Regions from separate parts of the Pan troglodytes genome. Here region 1 is linked to region 2. Evidence: chromatin contacts called from public Hi-C data. All regions are on one chromosome and are shown on one strand. Each heading gives the region's core, a stretch centred on a gene start, on an enhancer-like site or on the middle of the called end of the contact. The rest is flanking DNA. Distances are from core to core; before and after follow the strand shown.

The links. Hi-C and Micro-C count contacts between places; a contact is called where the count stands out from the background.
Region 1: a contact with region 2 is called in a Hi-C map of induced pluripotent stem cells, with 2.8 times the contacts expected there. The contact joins the enhancer-like site here to the promoter of FAM184A in region 2. A contact is called at or near these places in 3 of 7 Hi-C or Micro-C datasets (blood, induced pluripotent stem cells and stem cell-derived neural progenitor cells) and 1 of 1 other capture datasets (stem cell-derived neural stem cells).

What each region holds. Positions count from the first base shown.
Region 1 is chr5:131,616,988-131,622,326 of NHGRI_mPanTro3-v2.0_pri, reverse strand. No RefSeq gene overlaps it. Among named protein-coding and RNA genes, the nearest start is that of MAN1A1, 370 kb to the right of the region's middle. Within about 2 kb of position 4,031, at least 2 of the 24 cell types and tissues checked have an H3K27ac peak or open chromatin away from gene starts, as enhancers often do. A contact at or near this core is called in induced pluripotent stem cells and stem cell-derived neural stem cells, where this site is marked.
Region 2 is chr5:131,042,793-131,048,099 of NHGRI_mPanTro3-v2.0_pri, reverse strand. It overlaps FAM184A (family with sequence similarity 184 member A), which reads left to right and starts at 2,477. Exons shown (of 16, transcript XM_063813399.1): 1 at 2,477-2,560.

The sequences.
Region 1 (5,339 bases), core at 2,782-5,281, 570 kb before region 2:
ATGGAGAGACTAACATATACACATCAGGTATATATATAAAAACATAAGTTTATATTTAAAGAGTTATGATAGTATTACTGATAAGTAATTTAACAGATACATGTTTCGCCAAATCAAAAATGTCACTATTTATAAATGTACATTTACTATGTTCTACTAGGAGAGGTAAACATGCTGCCAATTAAACTATCATTTGTAAGGCAAATCTTTACTGAAGAGATTAAAATGTGAAAACAAAATATGTATTAGAATCAAAATATGGTATACGTATATACATCAACATTCGTATTCTATATGTAAAACAAATTATACACTGTACTCTACAGTCTGCATTCTCTTCCCAAGTATGGAGGATACATTTACTATTCTGAGTAAAGTAAGGTAATAAATTATTAAGAAAAAGAAAAACTAATAAGTGAGGAACAGAAAATAGTAGAATTAACACTAAATACAGGAAATGCTTCTTTGTTAAGACTTGTATAATAAGCAAAATGCTGATAAGACTAGGCAAAAAAGAGAAAGATGAGCATATGATATTGTATATGAAAAGAGTATAACATCTAAAATATGAGATATGTACAAAACTGAATTTAAAAATATATTTTAATGATTAATTCAAACATGAATAAATCCCCCAAAAATGAAATAAAGTGAGAACTTGTCAAAGAAATAAATTGAAACTGAAATAAAAAATGAAATACACTGAGAACATTGTCAAAGAAATATTCTATCCACCACTTTCCCATCACTTTCCAACCCCAGAGGTCCTGCATTTAAAAAAAGAAATTTCCAAAGCTTCTGTTTCAAGTTTTCTACAAACAAATCAGCATTTAAATTCAATTAATATTCAATTAAATTGTTACAGAGATTAAAGATATAAAGTATAGTCCAGCATCCTTGCTTCAATAGGGAACTGCTCTTCTTCCAATTCACAAGCATATAATGAACCACAGTGAGTTGGTCTCAAAGTGACCAACGAGAATCTTTATTCAAGGGTTTTGCAGAGGAATTAAAAAAAAAGAAAGTCAGTTCGTTTTTAACAATAGAGAAATGAGTCTAAAGAGCTGATGGTGGCCATGCTTTCAACTAGACTATGTCTAAATACTAAAACATTATATTGATATTTATATATTTATATGTATTATTTTTATATCTGTGCCTATATCTGTATCTATCTACCCTAATGTGAATAGTGAATATAAGGAATCAAAACTCTAAATAAAACATCAACTAATCAAATCCAGCTGTAAATTTTTAAATTAATATTCTTTGTATTTATACCAGGAATACATAGGTAACATATGGGAATTTATTAATCAAATAAATATCATGACTAAGTTAAATAAGAAAATCTCAAATAATTTTAATACATTGAAAAAAAGACATTAAATAAATTTAACACCCACTCCCAATGGAAAATCTCTTAAAAACATGAATAGGAAGACTTGATATATTAAAATCAATCACAACCCTTCTAGCCAACTTCCTATTTAAACATTGCATACATGACCATTAATACCAGGTAGTGGCATCAATGCCAAAAATAATAATCATGTTTCCCACAAATAATGCACACATGATTATTCTGAATCAGATAGCCAATGCAATTAAAGAAGAAAATACAATATGAACAATGAAAAATACAAAAATATAGGAAAAATCTAAATATTTACATACCTACAAAAAAGATGAAGAAACCAACTAAGAAGCTATTAAAAATAGAAAATAAAATAATTGAAATGGACATATAAGCCAAAAAATTAATGTTTTCAAAATTAGAAAACTTAAAGCAACATACAATAGTAACAAGAAACATAAAAATAAGGAATTAACTTCACAGAAAATTAGATCACCTATATGAAGAAAATTATAGTATTTTACTCAGAAACATATAAGGAAAATGAATATGTAGAAAACACACATATTATGAGAGAGAAAGGCACATCTTTATAAAGACAAATTCTTCCCAAAATTAAGCTATGAATGTATTCAATTTCAGTCAGAATACTAATATTTTTTCAGTGAATTGATGAAAATTATCTTAAAGTTCTCTAGGTGCCCAGGAAAACTATGAAAAGGAAGGCTAATGAGGAAGGACTTATCCTTCCAGGTTCTAAAGCATAGTCTCAATTTATCATAATCAAGAAAGTATGGTACCTTCAAAAGAGAGAACAGCAACACAAATATATAAAAATTCGGTACAAGATAAAAATGGCTTCTTAAATTGACACAGGAAAAGAATAATTTAATGATGGAGTTGGGACAATTGTTGAGCAATATAGAAAATAATCAGATAGGTTCCGCTCTATTCTACCCAAAAATAAATTTAAAAAGAATCACAAATTAAATTTAAAAGTAAAGCCATGTAAGTGCTATAGGCATATAGAGATAAATATTTATATAGTGTAACACATTATACAACTTTATATTACACACCATTATATTATAGATGCAAAAATGTAAACATGACATAAAAAGCAGTAATTATAAAAGAAAAATGTTTGAGTTCTCATAAGTTAGAACAAGTATTGGATGTATATTAAATATGACAATGTTAATGTATGTGCAAAGATTACGTGCATCTATAGCATGCTCTCATTTTGAAAAAATCAGTACATACATTTGAATAATATAACTATTTTATAGTTACAAAGCCTAATTTCTAAAAATAATTAATGTCTAATTCTGGATCTCCTCCAGCAAACCTTATGTCAAGCAATTTAATTTAGCACTGAGATACCCAGACAGTTGGTCTGATAAACAAGATGGCTTCTAAGCGACTATGGCTATTCTGTAGACAAACGGAAGATTCATGTCCCAGGTGAGAACTGCTAAATGTCATCACCCTACTCAGAATGACATCCAATTTAAAACTTAAGAACTGTTTATTTCTGAAACATTCCACTTAATGTTTTCAGGCTACAGTTGACCACAGGTAACTGAAACTGCAGAAAATGAAAGTGAGGAAAGCAAAACTGAGAATAAGAGAGGACTACTGCACACACATTTATAAAATTGTTAATATAAAAATAGATGTATATACAGTTATAGATATATGGTGATAAAAATTAGCCTGGAGATGATAATTATTTAAGTATTAATAGAGGTTAAATGTTTCAAACTTGCCCAACATTTATTACATTCATAGATAAATTCTAAAAACATTTTAAAACATGATTTTCTAAATTTACAGCTGTCCAGGCAATCTTCTAATTCACATGGGTAACAATGTATGTTTCAAAAGGGTTGAGAAGATTGTTCAATGACGTAGGTTTATCTTATTCATACATGGCTTAAGCCTGGCTTTGAAAAACTTTTTAGAAGTAAAAACAGACTATATCTGAATTTGTGCAATTATGTGTTTGATTTAGCAAAGTAGAAAGAATTCATATAGCTAAATCCTGCTCACTTCTCCAAATATTAAAGCCACTGGGGCCCAAAATAGCACAAAGACATGGAGGAAGAAATAATTCACGCTCTCTTTGTGCCTGACAGTTAAGCTGGGACATCAGTTTTCTCCTACTCTCTGAGACTGCCACCAACTCTCCTGGTTCTCAGGACTTTGAACTCAGACTGGAATTTACATCTCTGGCTCTCACAGGTCTCCAGCTTGCTGTCTGCAGATCCTAGGAACTTCTCAACCTCCATAATTGTGGGTCCCCAACCCCCAAGCCACAGATCTGTACCAGTCTGTGTCCTGTTAGGAACTGAGCTGCATAGCAGGAGGTGAGCAGCAGCAATTAAGGAGATCATCACGGTGGATTGAGAGGCAGGTCTAGATTGCAGCTCCGACTCAGAGCGGCATGCGGAGGCTCGCATCGTGAATTTTAGCTCCAGAATGACTGCAAGAACAAACCATGAATCCCCAGAGGACCCACAGACCCTCTGAAGGAAGCAGAGTGATCCTGCATGACCTGGGAGACACCCCAAATACTGTGAGTGCCCAAACTGTGGAAGTAGAAAAGGGAGATCCTCTGCTCCTGAACACACACCCCTACTGGGGAAACGGAAGGTTTGCAGAAGTTTCTGACCTTACCTGGAGCTGAGTCAATTTAGACAGCCAAGCAAAATACAAGGGTAGAAGAAGCAGCAGGAAGGGTCCTGGGAACTCGTTGGGTCCCCAAGCAGGCCATTCATGCCTGGCACCACAGGGATCCTTCAGGAGGGTGTCCAGAGGTATGGGGAAAATGCCACAGGGAGAAGGAAGTCTCCAGCTGAACTTTGTAACAATTTGAACCAGGTGAGAAGCCTCCTGGCCAGAACTTGCTGGAGGGCATGAATCCAGCCTGCAGATTCCACAGGTGGGGGAAGAACTAAAGTCCTTTTCTTTCACAGCTGGGAGGCGGGTAGCCTGGGGAAAGTTCTCAAGCCCTGCTTGCCTGCTGCCTGGAAACAGACTCTGTGCTGTTGGAGGTGGCACAGTGGGAGTGAGACCAGCTCTTCAGATTGTGTGGGAGCTGGGTGAAGCCTGTGACTGCCAGCTTTCCCCCACTCCCCTGACAACCTGCATGACTCAGCAAAGGCAGCAATAATCTCCTAGGTACACAACTCTGTTGACCTGGAAAACTCACCCCCAACTCTGACAGCAGCCATAGCAAGACCCACCAAAGCAGAGCCTGAGCTCAGACATGCCTAGCCCCACCCCCACCTGACGGCCCTTCCCTACCCACCCTGGAAGCTGAACACAAAGGGCATATACTCTTGGGAGTTCTAGGGCCCTGCTCAACCCCAGTTCCTCTCCATATTAGCAAAGCTGATGCTCTCTGGAAAGCGCTACCTCCTAGCAGGAGGCCAACTAGCACAAAAATAGAACATTAAACCACCAAAGCTAAGAACCCTTACAGAGTCCATTTCACCCCACTGCCACCTTCACTGGATCAGGTGCTGGTATCCATGGCTGAGAGACCAATAGACAGTTCACATCACAGGACTCTGTGCAGACAACTCCCAGTACCAGCACAGAGCCTGGCAGACTTGCTGGCTGGCCAACCCAGAAGAGAGATAACAATCACTGCAGCTCAGCTCCCAGGAAGCTACATCCATAGGAAAAGTGGGAGAGCACTACATCAAGGGAACACATCATGGAGCAAAAGAATCTGAAAAACAGCCTTCAGCCCTAGACCTTCCCTCTGACAGAGCCAAGCCAAATGTGAAAAAAAAACACACACACACACACACAGAAAGCCAACTCTGGTAATATGACAAAACACCCCCAAAAAATCACACTAGCTCACCAGCAATGGATCCAAACCAAGAAGAAATCCCTGATTTACCTGAAAAAGAATTCAGGAGGTTAGTAATTAAGATAATCGGGGAGGCACCAGAGAAAAACAAAGTCC
Region 2 (5,307 bases), core at 1,228-3,727:
TTTCCCCACGTGGCCCAGGCTGGTCTCCAACTCCTGAGCTCAGGCAATCCACCCGCCTCAGCCTCCCAAAGTGCTGGGATTACAGGCGTGAGCCACGGCGCCTGGTCCACAGCTCATTTATTCTAACACCGAATACTTATTATTGAACCCTTCTATGAGTCAGGAGCTGTACAGGCTTCTCTGCTGTGTAGGTGGTTTTAGAGACTCTGATGGCTTACAGACAGTTAGGATGCCAAGATCCAAACTCAAGTTACAGGCCAGATAGGTTCTGCAAGACTTCTGCACAGTTGTCATCAGCGAGACAGTTCATATCAAGTAATTAAAGAATAAAACTGTTTCCTTTGTGCTGCTGCAGAACAAGTGTTAAAAAAAAAGCAGCCACCAAGGAGCCCTGCTATGAATCATGTGCCTTTCATGAGGTGAACTTCCCCTCCCCAGAGATGCGTGAACAGCAAATCAGGAATCCACGTCCCCACACTCGGTACTGCTGGTTTGTCTTGTGTTAGCCATGGATCTGACATCTGCCAAAACGCCTCGCAATGTAATCATGAGTGTTGTCTGGTTCTACCCTCACCTTGTATAAAACCATTCTTTATACACTGGCCTTTCTATTTAATAATCTCTGCTCAAGGTATTTAAATGGTCCAAAAATCTAAACAACAGCTTGATCGAAATCTGCTTTTGGATATTCTTTTCTTTTCTGCACACGTTTAAGCATCACAGTGAAAAGTGGGTTCTAGTAACAGGTAGGAGAAACCAGCTGGGAATATTCCTGTGTGAAGCTACTGGTTAGAAAAAGTGGTGGCCGGGCGCAGTGGCTCACGCCTGTAATCCCAGCACTTTGGGAGGCTGAGGTGGACGTATCACAAGGTCAAGAGATTGAGACCATCCTGGCCAACATGGTGAAACCCCGTCTCGACTAAAAATACAAAAATTAGCTGAGCATGGTGGTGTGCGCCTATATTCCCAGCTACTCTGGAGGCTGAGGCAGGAGAATCGCTTGAACCTGGGAGGCAGAGGTTGCAGTGAGCCAAGATCATGCCACTGTACTTCAGCATGGTGACAGAGCAAGACTCCATCTCAAAAAAAATAAATAAATAAAAAAGATAAAGTGGAGATCCCACTAGCCACATCAACAGCAATAGTGTCGAACATTTACTGGCTGCTTACTAGGAGGCATGCCCTGGGTCACATACATCCATGCTATATTAGTTTGCTAGGGCTGCCATAACAAAGCACCACCAACTGGGAGCTTAAACAACAGAAATGTATTGTCTCACGGTTCTGGAGGCTAGAAGTCCAAGATCAATGTGTCAGTAGTGCTGGTTCCTTCTGAGGGCTGTCGGGGAGAACCTGTTCCATACCTCTCTCCTAGCATCTTATCGTTTGTTGGCAATTTTGGGCATTTGTTAGCTTACAGATGCCTCATCCTGATCTGTGCCTTCATCTTCACAGTGTTCTCCTTGTGTGGGCACCTCTGTGTCCAAATTTCCTGTTTCTATAAGCACATTAGTTGCACTCAACTAGGGCTCACTCTAATGACTTCATGTTAACTTGATCATCTGCAAAGACTCTATTTCTAAATAAGGTCACCCTACAGGTACTGGGTGTTTGGACTTCAACACGTTTTCTGGGACACAAACCAACCCCTAACACATGCATTGTCTCATTCAGGCTCACACCAGCATCATGAGGCAGGGGCTATGATTACTGACATTACAAACCAAGACGGTGAGACTTAGAAAGCTTTGCTTATGCTTTTCTATTGCATCTACTACACAGATAGTAGAACTAGGGTATGGATGCAGACAGTTTGATGCAAAAAACCTGCTCTTAATCACCACATGAGATTTCCAAAAGAGCATGAGGAACTTTCTCCACCTTTCAGTTGCTTGGCCATAGGTTACACACTGGAGTCATCCACTCTACTCAGAAGAATACTAGCTACCCTTGGTTGAACACCTATTACATACATTACATTATCTCATTTAGTCCCCTAAACAAATTTAGAAGTTCAGTACTCTTTATCCCAGTTCACAGATAAGCAAATTGAAAGTCAAAGAAGTAGAGAGCAGCTGGCCAAGAAAGCAAGAAAGAGTTGAGCCAGGACTCAGGTTGCCCCCGGCCACTACCCATCACCACTTGAGCCTGAAGATGTATTTTCTCCACTGTGCTGTGCTGCCTTTCATGCAAAGCTCAGGGCATACCAGGCTATGATTCACTCACATGAAAAAATCAGAGGTCTGAGTAAATCTCACAGTGCTCATTTTTAAAAGGGTACACAAAACAAATCTCAATTCCAAAGAATTTGGATCAGCCAAGAGAAGGCATGGGAAAATATCAAATGTTTGTATGATTACCTGGGCAACCTTTTCTGTGCTATGTAAATGTGTAATGACTAATCAACCAGGACGGCCAAGGGATTTGTTTCTAGAGATAGGCAATTTTCATTTGTGCCTGTGATTGGCTCAGCTCTGCGTGTGAAGAGGGAAAAGGCTTCCGTTTATTTAGCATAATGATGGACCAAAACAAAAGAAGAAATCATTTCACTCATGCTTAGGTAAGACATTTCCATCTTTCTTAAATCTTTGTGTGTCTATTTTTGTGTTCATAGCAACCGGCAGACTATTTAGAACAGAAATGTGCATGCGTTGAGTACAAAGCGAAGACAGCATTGGGCGGTGGGATGCGTGCTGAAGAGGGATAGCTAATGTTTGGCAAGTGTCAAAAACAAATGGCCATTGATCAGGAAGAATCCTTAGCAAAATAAGATCAAGATTTTCTGGGGGCTATTGACCATTACCAGTTTTCACTTTTCTGACATTCATTAAAAAAAAAAAAAATACAGATCCTGACTCCCTGGAGCTTTGCAGTTTGCCAACTTTCTGAGGGCATTGCTAGGTTTATAGTGCCATCATGTGGCCACTTCTCAATCTGTTCAAAAATTCTGCTGGATCTAAGCCTGGCAGGATGACTGAATGATTCCAGTTTCATGGTGCTGGGAGGCTTGTAGAACAGTGCTGGCTAGTCACACATCTGATGCAGGCAGCAATAGTGTGCTGGGGAAGGGGTTAAGAAAGAAAGAGCTGAGAGGCTCCCTGCAGACAGAGCAGGGGCGGGACAAAGAGAATCCAGACAGTTGGACTTGGCCGTGGGGACAGGCAGCTGGCAGAGAGGACATTTACCCAGTGGGGGTTAGGGCCATGCTAGTGGGCTTGGGTTCATATGCAACACTTTCATCACTGAGAAGAATGTGGCTAGGCTCCAGCTCTCGTGGGGTAGGTGGGACTGGGAAATAAAATAGCAACTGGAGCTAAAACCCAGTTACAGTCTTCCCTGGTCACTGGCTCTTAGAAGAAGACAGGCATTCCATGCACCTCACTCAGGAGACCACCAGAAGTCCAGCCAAGCCCTGCCTGGGCTCTTTCCCAGGAAACTGCTTCTGCTGACACTCTCCTGGCCACGATCTTCTTCCCAGCAGAGGAAGAAATCTTGTCCATATAGGAGAAGTTGAGGTATGGAGTTTCATTGCTAGGCAGGGAACTAGGGTGGGTGGGTTGACAGTAAGCAGGTTATAGGTTCCATGGAAATAGACAAAGACCAACCAAATGAGAAAAAGCAAAGGCTATTTATTCTGAGCTTGCTATAGCAATGAAGTTGGCCACCATCACTTGCATTTTGTCAGAGACCCCATCACAGGCAAAGCACTGGGAAAGCTTTAGAGTGGAAAAAAAGGGAAGTCTTGAGGTGTGCCCTGATGGGAGGCTGTTGGCCTGGGGAAGCTGCAGGTGGGCTAACTGGAAGCAGGGCACACTGTGTGATTGGTTAGGGGTAGGTACAGATTTGGCTTTCTCTGGTTGTTCCTAAATTTAAAATGGTGACAAAAGTTAGGGAAGTTGTCGGTTATTAATCAGGTCCTGGCCATTTTTGGCTGATTGTTACAGTAGTTATTGTTCAGCTTCCTGGATTGTCACCAGAGATAGCAGCCTGGCTTCCTACAAGTCTGAGTTCGAGCAGGCTGACTTCCTGGGTTATTTATTGTACATAAGGGGGTTGGTTTCCTTCTCTGGTACAGAGAGTGGGTCAAAGATCTATTTTTACATGTGGTCTGGTCTGTTTCTAGATTCAGTCTATCATCTCTGAGTCATCCCTGCTATGACTCAAGCAAGGATCAGCCTGGCAAGAGGTGGTGGGGGTTGGGAGCCCTCATCTTATGTCAGCAAACAATGAGGAGTTGGAATTGGCAAAAGGCCCCACCCACCCCACCCTATCCCCAGTTAGAATCAAGTCTTCAAGGGGACAGGACCAGTTGGAAGCCCAGCGATTAATACCAGGTTGTATCATCGCTCAGACCCACAGCTAGGATGCACCCACGCTAAACCCTCTTCCAGCCACTACTATGTAGCTGAAGCAACTTGATTATTTGCTGCCTTAGTCATGACTGGATGAGGAACTTGGAAGAGACTTCAGATTCAGGAGAAAGAGGAGGAAGTGGTGCTTGTGTTCGTGGTATTGATGTTAGGGTGGCACATTTTGTAGGCATCTGGGAGACAAAAAAACAAAAACAAAAAAACAGAGCCTGCCACTGCCCCCGCTGGATGTCTTAGTGCCTCTAACTAGGGTTTAGGGCCCTGGCTCTATCCTGCTAGTAAACTACATTTGGTTTTTTCTGGAATGTAGTGACTATCATGTGGAAAGGGCAAGAGCTATAAATGCAAGCCTGGGGGTGCACATCTCTGGGAGGAAACCCTGGGTACAGGCACTCCTTTTTAATTCAAGGAGAGTCGGAAGAGCTCCAATCTGTGCACCAGGGGAGAGGGCGACTATTCCTTTCCTGCTAGTGATTTTAACTCTACTCCCATTTTTACAGCATCTCTCATCTGGGAAAAGATACATGTGGACCAACAACCCCCATACTATGCTGACATTATTCCTTATTTGTCAAATTCATATCAGCCAATTGGTGACACCGAAACCCTAGTTGTAGCAAAACTGACTGTATTATGAATAGTATCTGGAAATGGGAAAATATGGGTGATTTAAGCTAGGCATGGTGGCTCATACTGGTAGTCCTTGCTACTTGGAAGGCTGAGGCAGGAGGATCGCTTGAGCCCAGGAGTTCAAGGCTGCAGTGGGCTGTGATCACGTCACCACACTCCAGCCTGGGTAACATAGCGAGCCTCTGTCTCCAAATAAACACACACACACACACACACACATACACACACACACACACGTAAGTTAATCGGGAAAAGCACTGAAGAGCAGATGGTATATAATTTTTCTCATTTCTAGCAGTCTTGTTCT